Regions from separate parts of the Mus musculus genome. Here region 2 is linked to region 1. Evidence: chromatin contacts called from public HiChIP or PLAC-seq data. All regions are on one chromosome and are shown on one strand. The core of a region is the stretch at or near the end of the contact, and the rest is flanking DNA. Distances in the headings are between cores, read along the strand shown.

Region 1 (4,693 bases), core at 1,199-3,698:
AGAATATTAATATGAAGAAGAGCCACTGAGACAATACCAGGAAAGCAAACTTGTCTATCCCAAGATATTAGTCCCCAAGAAAGGGACGGGAAAGGGCCTTGAACCTGAAGGATCTAAGTCCCACCCTGTGAAGCAGTGGGAGCCAGGGCCATCCACAGCACTTCTGTAAGTTGGTGTGATGGAGAGGTTGAGGGTGGGGGTGGGGGCAGGAAGATGATGGCAGAAGTGACATGTAAAATGAAAACTAACCCCAGGGGAGTCACGGGATTATTACAGAACAAGGTTGGTGCGAGCCCTTCCCCAGAGTCGCAGCGCTGGTGTGCCCCACTTTCTTTACAGTAAAGCTCGAGCTGCCCTATGAGCGCCACTAAGGCACGGAGTCCTTCTCAAAACAGAACAGATTCTAAGGGGAACAGCAGACACACAGAGAAAAATGAAACATAAAATATCGCTGCAGAAGCCTACAAATGCTTTTCTTTCTGAGGTGAATTAGTCCTCAAAACTTCACCAAATGATCAAGGACAACCTTTAAGTCATATAAGTTATATGTCTTGGCCAAACTCCCCCTTCCTTCCTGGAGGAAATCGTATTTCTCTTTCTGATGTGTGTCCATAGGTGTGTGTGATATTTGCATACATTGCACATAGAGGTCAGAGAAGGGTGCTGATGTCCTGTCCCATCAGTCTGCCTTATTTGAGGTCTCTCAGTTAACCTGGGCTAGGCTGGCGGTGGGCAGGCCTCAGCAATCTCCTGTCTTTGTCCCAACAGCTCTGGGATTATAGGTGAGTGTGGGTGGGCACACCCACCTTTCTACATGGGTGCTAGGGACCTCAGGTCCTTGACAAATGTTCATGCTCAGCAAGTGAGCTTCCCAGCCCCGAAGCAAATTATTTTATTCATACAAGTCCACAAACAAAAATGGGTGCCTGTGTCCAGTGTGGAAGGTAGCACAGGGTCCCAGTAGAGCGGAAGGCTGTAGAGGAACGGAGTCTTGGTCTGCTCTCCCCGTCCCCCTTCCGGCCCGGCCCTTCTTCTCCAACTCCTGCAGAAAGTCAGAGTGACATATTTATCACACTGCGTTATTCCCATGGCAACTGGCTGTGATAGCCGACTGACAGCTCTTCAAGAGATCAAGGAGTGCAAGGGGAGTGAGAGCTGACTTTCAGCTCTGCTCTTAAACCTCTCCGAAGCCCAGCCAGACGCAGGCGGGAAGGAAAATTCCCTGGGAAAATCACACTTGACAACTCCACTCCCACTGGTAATTTCCTGTTGCTCTCCGGGGACCTCGTGTCCTCCCCGGGCTATAACCAAGGCTCGCTCCCCAGAGGACAAGAACACAGCTCTAGGAAGCAGAGGAAATTGTTTCTAGGGAGGGACCCACATGCTGCCTTGCCAGCTCTAGAGGGCATTTTGGGGATCCCTGGATCACTCCAAGCCCAGAGATAAACCCACAAAAAGGACCTGATTTGATCAAACTCTGATCAAAGCATTAAAACAAGAATGGCTAAAGTGTTTGCTTTGTAAGCATCAAAACACAAGTTCTATCCCCCAAATCCACATTTTAAAAAGGCCAGATGGAATGGCACATTCTTGTAACCCCAGCACCGGAAGAATGGGTACAGGCAGGTTTCTGGGGCTCGCTGGCTGGCTGCCTGAGCCTACTTGCTTCTAGCTTCAATAGGAGACCTGGTGTCAAAAATAAGATGAAGACTGAGGAAGGTACCTGTCATCAGCTGCTCGCCTCTAACGCACTCACACAACTCCCGGACATGCTCCCATGTGCAGTACACACACACACACACACACACACACACACACACAACTTTTTTTAAAAAATGGTCTTAATTATAGGAAAGGATATAAATCACAAGAATAATCAGAGAACACAGAGAAGGAAAAAAAAATCAGTCATCCAAGACAGCATCTCTATAACTCTGGCATGCGATCCTTCCTCCATGCAGACTTAGACACGGATCATGTACATTTTGCTATTTTAAAAAAATATCCAAATATTGTTATGTGTGTGAGTGTGCACATGTGTGTCAGGGGGTGGGTACAGGCAGTGGCCAGAAAGAGGGCATTCAATGCCCTGGAGCTGGAGTTCCAGGCACTTGTGTGAGAGCCAGCCAACTGGTGCCGGGATGCAGACTCCAGTCTTCTGGAAAAGTGCCCGGTGCGCTAACTGCTGAGCTTCAGCCCCATGAGCCCCATGTATGAGTTTTAGAGGAGGAGGTCGTCACAGTTTATTCTCCATTCATGGACAAATGTCCACATCAGTGAATGCGACTGGGAACACAGGAGGGAACCGTTCCACCCTGTAGGAAGAAGGTAGACCTGAGGAGGCAGGTTTCTATTGACTTAAAAGATATAAGAGGAAGTTGCCCTGACTACAGAACATGAGAGGAAGTGCGTGCACTTAGCAGATGTGCAGGAGTAACCTCCCTGGGGCTTACCAATTTTATGCATGACTACCAGTCTTGTAAGGACTGCTCCATATGTGCACACACACAGACACAGGGACAACATGGTTGTCGAGGTCACCTGGGTGGACATAAGGGACAGACAAGCTCTGAGCCCAAGCCTTGGGGGCTAGGGTGTGACTCAGTTTCTTGGCTCTGCTATGTAGAAAGCATCTATCTCAACACTGCTACCCTACCAGTTGTGTGGAGGTCTTTTTGGCACGCTAACTGTTCCTTCACTCTAGGATCTGTAGAGGATCATTTACATTCATCTTTTCTATACTAACTACAAGGTTGTCTGCATGTTTGTCTTATGGTATGTGCACATGTGTGTGCAGGTTCATATGTGTGTGTGTGTGTGTGTGTGTGTGTGTGTGTGTGTCTTGATTGTGAGTGAGAAGAAGGCACAAGAGTTGGAGCTATAGGAAGTTGTAAGCTGCCAACATGAGTGTTAGGAACTAAACTTGGGTCTTCTATAAGAGCAGTGTGTACTCTTAGCCACTATGCCATCTCTCCAGCTCCTCTACCTTACTTGTTTGAGACAGGACCTCACTGATCCTGGAGCCCAGCATCTGGCTAGCCTGGCTGGCTAGTGAGCCCTAGGGATCCTCCTGTGTCCATCTCTCCAAGTCCTCAAGAGTTCTTCAGTTAGGTTAGCAACTTTTTAATCTGTCATTTAACATACTTAACATATGTATTCAGTTTGTTACCTTTCCTTTAGGTCTGTGCCTTATTCAGGGTTTTCATTACTGTGATGAAAACCATAAGCACATGGGGGCGGGGGGGGGGCAGATTATTTCAGCTCATAGTCTCACATCATAGTCCACCATCAAGGGAAATCAGGACAGGAAATCAAGTGGGGCTGGAACTTAAGAGGCAGGACCTGATACAGAGGCCACGGAAGGACGCTGCTTACTGGCTTGCTCCCCATGGCTTGCTCAGCCTACTTTCTTATAGTATGTGGGACCACTAGCAAAGGGGGTGGCACCACTCACAGTGAGCTGGACCCTCCCACATTGATTATCAATCAAGAAAATGTAGCACAGGCTTGCCCGCAGGGGCCATTTTCTCTCACTTGAGGCTCCTGCTTCCCAAATGACTCTAGCTGGTGTCAAGGAGACACAAAACTAGGCAACACAGTCTACGGACCATTTTCAAGGTCATATTTATCACCGTTTCCCCTCTGTAGCATCTCCTCTGAGGACATGAGCTCATGTTTTTATGAGATGAGAAGATGGCCCAACTGGTAGAGAACATGTTGTTGAGTCTGAAGTTCTAAATTCCATTCCCTGGGATCCACATGGTGGGAAGAGAGAACCAGCTTCCACAGGTTGTCATCTAGCTCTGTATGGTTACCACAATGCCCATCACTGCACCCCTCACACATACATGCATACATACATATATACACACATGCATGCATACATACATACATACATACATACAAAATTATGTATATTTTTGAGACAGAGTCTCACAGTGTAACCTTGGAACTCACTATGTAGATGAGGCTAGTCTCGAAGTCACAGAGATCCACCTGTCTCTCTCTGACTTCCAAGAGTTGGGAGGAAAGGTGTGTGCCACTACATCCAGCAAGTTAAATAATTTTTTAAGAATTATTTATTTATTTTATTTATTTTATGAATATGTGTACAGAGTAGCTGTCTTCAGACACACCAGAAGAGGGCATTGGATCCCATTACAGATGGTTCCCAGCCAACATGTGGTTGGTGGGAATTGAACTCAGGACCTCTGGAAGAGCAGTCAGTACTCTTAACCACTGAGCCATCTCTCAAGCCCCAAGTAAAAGTATTTTAAAATGATGTTTACATTGTAACATTAATCCATCTAGAATTTCTTTTTAAATAAAAACTGAATTAAAGATTTGCAATTCATTTCCTAGAAACATCATTTTTTGGCTAATCTATTTCTTTCTTGGTTATTTGCGAGATGTTAGCTTTATTTTCTTGTAGTCTTTTCCAGTTTGCATTGGGTTTTGCAATGCATTGCTTTTCATTGGGCTACTCATCCAGTCTCGCATCAATCCCAGTCTATAACATTCATTTGAACTTCAGATTTTAAAGCAAGCCAGGTTTCCTCTGGTTTCTAGAAGTCTCAGTCAGAGAAGTGCCACCTGCTAGAAAGGCAGCATTTGATACACAAAGTGTCAAGTTAAAAACATATCTCACTGACAGAAATTCAACATTCAATACCTATTTAATGGATGACTTTTT
Region 2 (5,017 bases), core at 885-3,384, 120 kb before region 1:
TCACCACGATGGACTGTTAACAGTCTCTGACAGAAGAGCGTCATGAGGAGAGTTCACATGTAAGTCTGCCTCGGGATCCAGAATGGCTCCATAGTGTGCATACTGCATGAAGTTATGCAGCTCTGGAGAAACCATTATCCATGCTGCGGGGAGACCCAGTGTACTGCTTTGGGGTCACCCATGCTTCTGTAAGCAACACCTCTGTAAATAAGCCTAATAAACTCGCTGGTTTTCTGGGGTGAACCCTTGAATAGAAACATAGTTTGGTGTGTTCTTGGGAATTTATAGAGAGAGACAAGTGCTATTTATGTCATCCAGGAGAGAAATCTCAAAAGAACAACATCAAAAATACTGTTTTAATGTTGTCGACATCAGGGGTTGTTAGTATGTCTTGGTTTAATTGTAGACTTGGAACTTAATGTACATGTTGTAAATAGCCATGTTTGTGTGATAAGAAAGTGTACTCTTTTCACACGTATACCTACAAAGAGGAAAGGTTGCATCCCCCAACTTGACCTCTAGGCCCCTCATCTACTCCCATGTTGGAAATCCTGAATACACATGAGCCAAGAGGTCTCCCTGATTTCTCTTCAAGTCTAATCATGTGTTCATTCTTATATTTTTCTCCCCTTTTTTAAGGCTCCAAAAGGAAGACTTCAGCCTGTACTGTTCTATCATCCTGAAACGATTGTCTTTCAAGGGCAAAGCTCTCTGCTGCATCAAGTGGCTGCAGAGGCACGGGGTGTGCAGCTGAGCCATCCATCCTGTCTTAATGATGCCAGGAAGGAGGCAGGTTCACAGGTGGAAGACTGAGACAGCTTCTGCTCTCCGAGGAATGCAAGGACAGGCAAAGAACAAGAGGGAACAAAGGGAACAACTTCTGCTCCCCCAACCCCATGCTAGGGATTGAACGGAGGACTCAGGCATGTTGGTCAAGTGCCCATCCAGTGAACTACATCCCCAGCAGTAGACATTCTGCTTTTTAAGGCGACGCCAAGAAATAATTAAGGACTGGCTTAGTGGATGAAAGGACTTGCCACCAAGCCTGAGGATCTAAGTTCAAATCCTAGGACTCAGATGGTAGAAGGAGAGATCTCTCCTCCAAGTTGTCCTCTGACCTCCATGTGCAAGGCATGATGTGCATGTGCCCTGTGCCCTCACACATACAAAAGTACACAGACACAGGTAGATAGGTGATAGATAGGTAGATAGATAGATAGATAGATAGATAGATCAATTAATTTTTAAAACTAAACATTTTAAAAAGTGGTTGTTAACTGGAAAATAAAAAAGTCAAGCCACAGCTGTTGGCAGTGATATTGATCCATCTTTACCCCACAAAACAAAAGCTATTTTAGGTTAAAACAAAAAGAAGCAAGGAGGAGCTGGAGACATATACCAGTCAGCAGAACACCTGCCTACAAGGTGTATAGCCCTGGGTTTGATCACCAGCATTCTATAAAACTGGACATGGTGACACACAACTGTAATTCCAGCAATTGGGAAGGAGATATAGGAGGAATGCAAGTTCAAAGTCATTCTTGGCTACAGAATAGGTCTGAGGCCAGCCTAGGATGTGGGAGACCTGGCCTCAAAAAAATAAAAATAAAAAAAGGAAAGAAAGAAAGAGAGAGAGAGAGAGAGGGAAATGAAAAGAAAGACAGAACGTTTGCTTTTTGTTCTTGTTTTAAGGAGGGATGCACCCATTTCCTAATCTCTGTCAGGGGACAGGGACTCGGGGATACTGACTGCCTCAACAGAGTGCTCACACTCTTCAGAGGCAGACATACAGCTGTGTGTGGCCTTGAATGAAGGGGAAGGGAGAGAAGGAGAGATGGAGGAATTCAAAAGAAGCAGAGGACAACAGAGCAACAGAAGTGGAAGCTACCACTGAAGCCCTATGGAGACTGCCTGGCTTGAGTGTTGCCTTAGTTACTTTTCTGTCTCAATGACAATAGCATATCAGACACAAAGCAACATGGGGAATATGGGTTTTACTTTACCTCACTTTCAGGGGGAATATAGTCCATTATGGCAGGACAAGCAAAACAAACCGAATGAGCATGAGGTCAGACTAGCAGTCAGGAAGCAGAGAGCAGAAAAACAGGAAGTGAGGTCAAGCTATAAGCCTTCAAAGCCCACCCCCAGTGGCATACTTCCTCTACCTCCTAAAGGTTTGGCAGCTTTCCCAAACAGCACTACCAGCCAACAAGCAAGTATTCAGACATGTGTAAGGAACATTTCATGTTCAAACTACAACAGATGTGGTTTGCCCCCCAAGGCTCATGTGGCTTGGTCCTCTCTGTGGTGATGTCATGATATTAAAGTGATATGTGACATTTACCATCGTAGTGTTGTCTCTGTGTATGTGAAGAATGGGAGGGGCACCCAATCACCTGCTGTAAGGGACCATGATTCACTTAAGAGTGATATTCCAGGTTCAAATAGTATGTAAATGTAAAGAGTGTTTTATTCTGCAGAAGTCCAGCATGCTGTGGTCGGTCTACCACCTACAAAGATGGAGAGACACTGAAGTGAGCTCACAGGCCTGATTTAAAGCACATTAGGGAAATTCTGGGGAAGGGTAAGTGACCTCTATCTTAATCTTGGCTCTATCACTAAGGACATCCCAGAATCATTGCAGGGCAGGGGTGGGGGGGCTGGAAACTGTTGCTGGGGAAGTCTGGAAACTGTTGTTGAGAAAGTCTGGAAACTGCCACTGACACACTGTCCTTGCCTTGGGTGGTGGGGCAGCTTCTGAGGCCTGAACTTGCCTGGATTTGCCCAGTTCTTGGAAACAGAAATATAGGCCTAGTCTTCTAAGCCTGTAATAGAGTCAGCTTGGCCTCCTCGATGCTTGTTTTCTCCTCTCCTGGTGGGGTGGCTGATCCTGTGGCCTCAGACAAACAGAAGCTGCTAGAGGAAGAAGGTCAAAGCAGCACGGAAGGATAGGAGTCAAATGGCCCACCCAGGGTCTCAGCTGGAAGGCTGAACTGTGAGAAGATAAACAGACCTCCTGTTGGGCCTGCTCCAAAGCACTGCTGGTCTGGATCCTGTGAGAACGTCCCTATCATCCTGGAAGATGGCCCCCAACAGAGGTTTTCAGGCAAGAAGTAAGTGGACCTCCACTAAACCAATGGTGAAGAAAGACATTTTGTGGGAGTATGCATGCAGCTGCAAGCATTTGGCACTCAGAGGACAGCTTGTGAGAATCGGTTCTCTCCTCCTCCCTTGCTTCTTCTAGGATTTGAACTCAAGTTGAGGGACTCTAAAGGGCTTTTGTCCCTCCTTACAGCTTCGCCCTCCCGCCTAGGGACAAGGCTAGGCCAAGTTTCATTCTCCACCCAGAGGAATATTCTAGAGTTAAAAAAAAAAATCTCAGAATGTACTGACTGATAGTCACCTGACCATATGGAAAGTCCCAGGTAGAGTTCAAATGCGTGTCATGCTTGCTAGCCAATAGATTTAAAGGTCAATATGCTTAGCCAATAACTTTGATCTGTAACCTTGCTGATGTAACCTGTAATAGCCATTGGGGTGGCCTTCTAGTCACTTGCCTTGAGGGACTAATTGAAGGTCGACGTAGGCACACTGGAAAATAAACCTCTTACTTTTGCATCGATCTGCATTTCAGGGTCTCACTTGGGGGATCCTCAAAGTAATACCAATGACCGAAGGTTGGGGTCTTACAAAGTCATCAGGCTTGGCTGGAAGAGCCCTTATCCACAAAGCCATCTCACTGACCTGAGCAAGACCTTCTGACTGGTTGGGAAACTCCATGAGAGAGACAGCGTTTTCATAGTCATGTGCAGAAGATGGTCAGGTGATTTCTGTGTCGTACCAGTAACAGAAAGCCCCACAATGAGGCATTGGCTGTCCCTTCGCCTTATTTATTGTATGTTGCTGTGGTGGTTTGAGTAGGTTTGCCCCCTCCCCCATAGACTCTTGTGTTTGAATAGTTGGCCTACAGGCAGTGGCACTATTAGGAGGTGTGGCCTTCCTGGACTGAGTGTGGCCTTGTGGGTATGGTGTGTCCGTATAGGGATGGGCTTTGAGATTTCCTATGCTTAGGCTCCTCCCAGTGTGATATTCTAGTCTCCTCCTGGCTGCCTTCAGAGCCAGATGTAGTCTCTACATCATGTTTGCTTCCATGCAGCTGTGCTTCCCATCATGATAATAGATTAAACCTCTGAAACTGAAAGCCAGTCCCAGTTAGATGTTTTCTTTTATCAGAGTTGCCTTGGTCGTGGTATCTCTTCACAGCAATGGAACCATAGCTAAGACAGTTGCATCAGTTTTCTCATGACTACAACAAAATAACTAACAAAATGGAGCTTTAGAAAGAGTTTAGCCAGATGTTAGTGGTGCACACCTTTAATCCCAGCACTCGGGAGCCCCAATCAGGCAGATCTGAGTTTGAAGCTAGTCTGATCTACAGAGTGAGTTCCAGGGCAGCCAAGGCTATTCAGAGAAATTGTGTCTTGAAAAACAACAAATAAAAAAACAAACAAACAAACAGTTTATTTTGACTCACAGTTTGAGAATATAAGCGATCCATCATGGCAGGGGTGTAAGGTAGCTGGTCACATGGCATCCACAGTCAGGAAGCAGAAAGAGATGATTACTGCTGATCAATCTCTGTCTCCCCCTCCCTCTCCCCCCCATAAAGAAAGGCTTTTATTAGGGACAAGGAAATACACACAGCAAGAAACACGGAGAGAAAAGCTGTCTGCAAAGCATAGGGGACCCTCAGGAGGCTGGAATATGGTGTCTCCTTGAGGGCTCACCTTCTCCTTTGTATGCAGTCCCTCCCAGCCCATGGAATGTGCAGCCCACATTGAGGGTAAATCTCCTACCCCCATCAGCCCAATCTAGAAACCCACTCTGAGTCACAGCCAAGGATAATTCTAGGTCCTCCCAACTTGACAATTCTAACCACGGTGTTGTTGAAGCCACTAGGGTGACTGTACCAGCGTGCTTCTGTCTTCTGCTTAAATCATGAAATCTGTTTCAATAG

What was found. HiChIP or PLAC-seq counts read pairs in DNA pulled down with a chosen protein or histone mark.
Region 2: a contact with region 1 is called in a RAD21 HiChIP or PLAC-seq map of pro-B cells, with 4 times the contacts expected there. The contact joins two enhancer-like sites. A contact is called at or near these places in 1 of 39 promoter capture datasets (the 3T3-L1 cell line), 3 of 15 datasets of contacts at CTCF or cohesin (the G1E-ER4 cell line, the NIH/3T3 cell line and pro-B cells), 14 of 484 Hi-C or Micro-C datasets (the AML12 cell line, the N1E-115 cell line, the NIH/3T3 cell line and 7 more) and 2 of 115 datasets of contacts at active chromatin or transcription factors (bone marrow-derived macrophages and embryonic stem cells).

Annotation. Positions count from the first base shown.
Region 1 is chr1:120,172,961-120,177,653 of GRCm38.p6, reverse strand. The region is part of intron 5 of 3110009E18Rik (RIKEN cDNA 3110009E18 gene); the gene reads right to left. Among named protein-coding and RNA genes, the nearest start is that of 3110009E18Rik, 54 kb to the right of the region's middle. Within about 2 kb of position 2,448, at least 30 of the 459 cell types and tissues checked have an H3K27ac peak or open chromatin away from gene starts, as enhancers often do. A contact at or near this core is called in pro-B cells, where this site is marked.
Region 2 is chr1:120,291,093-120,296,109 of GRCm38.p6, reverse strand. No RefSeq gene overlaps it. Among named protein-coding and RNA genes, the nearest start is that of Steap3, 35 kb to the right of the region's middle. Within about 2 kb of position 2,134, at least 57 of the 459 cell types and tissues checked have an H3K27ac peak or open chromatin away from gene starts, as enhancers often do. A contact at or near this core is called in pro-B cells, where this site is marked.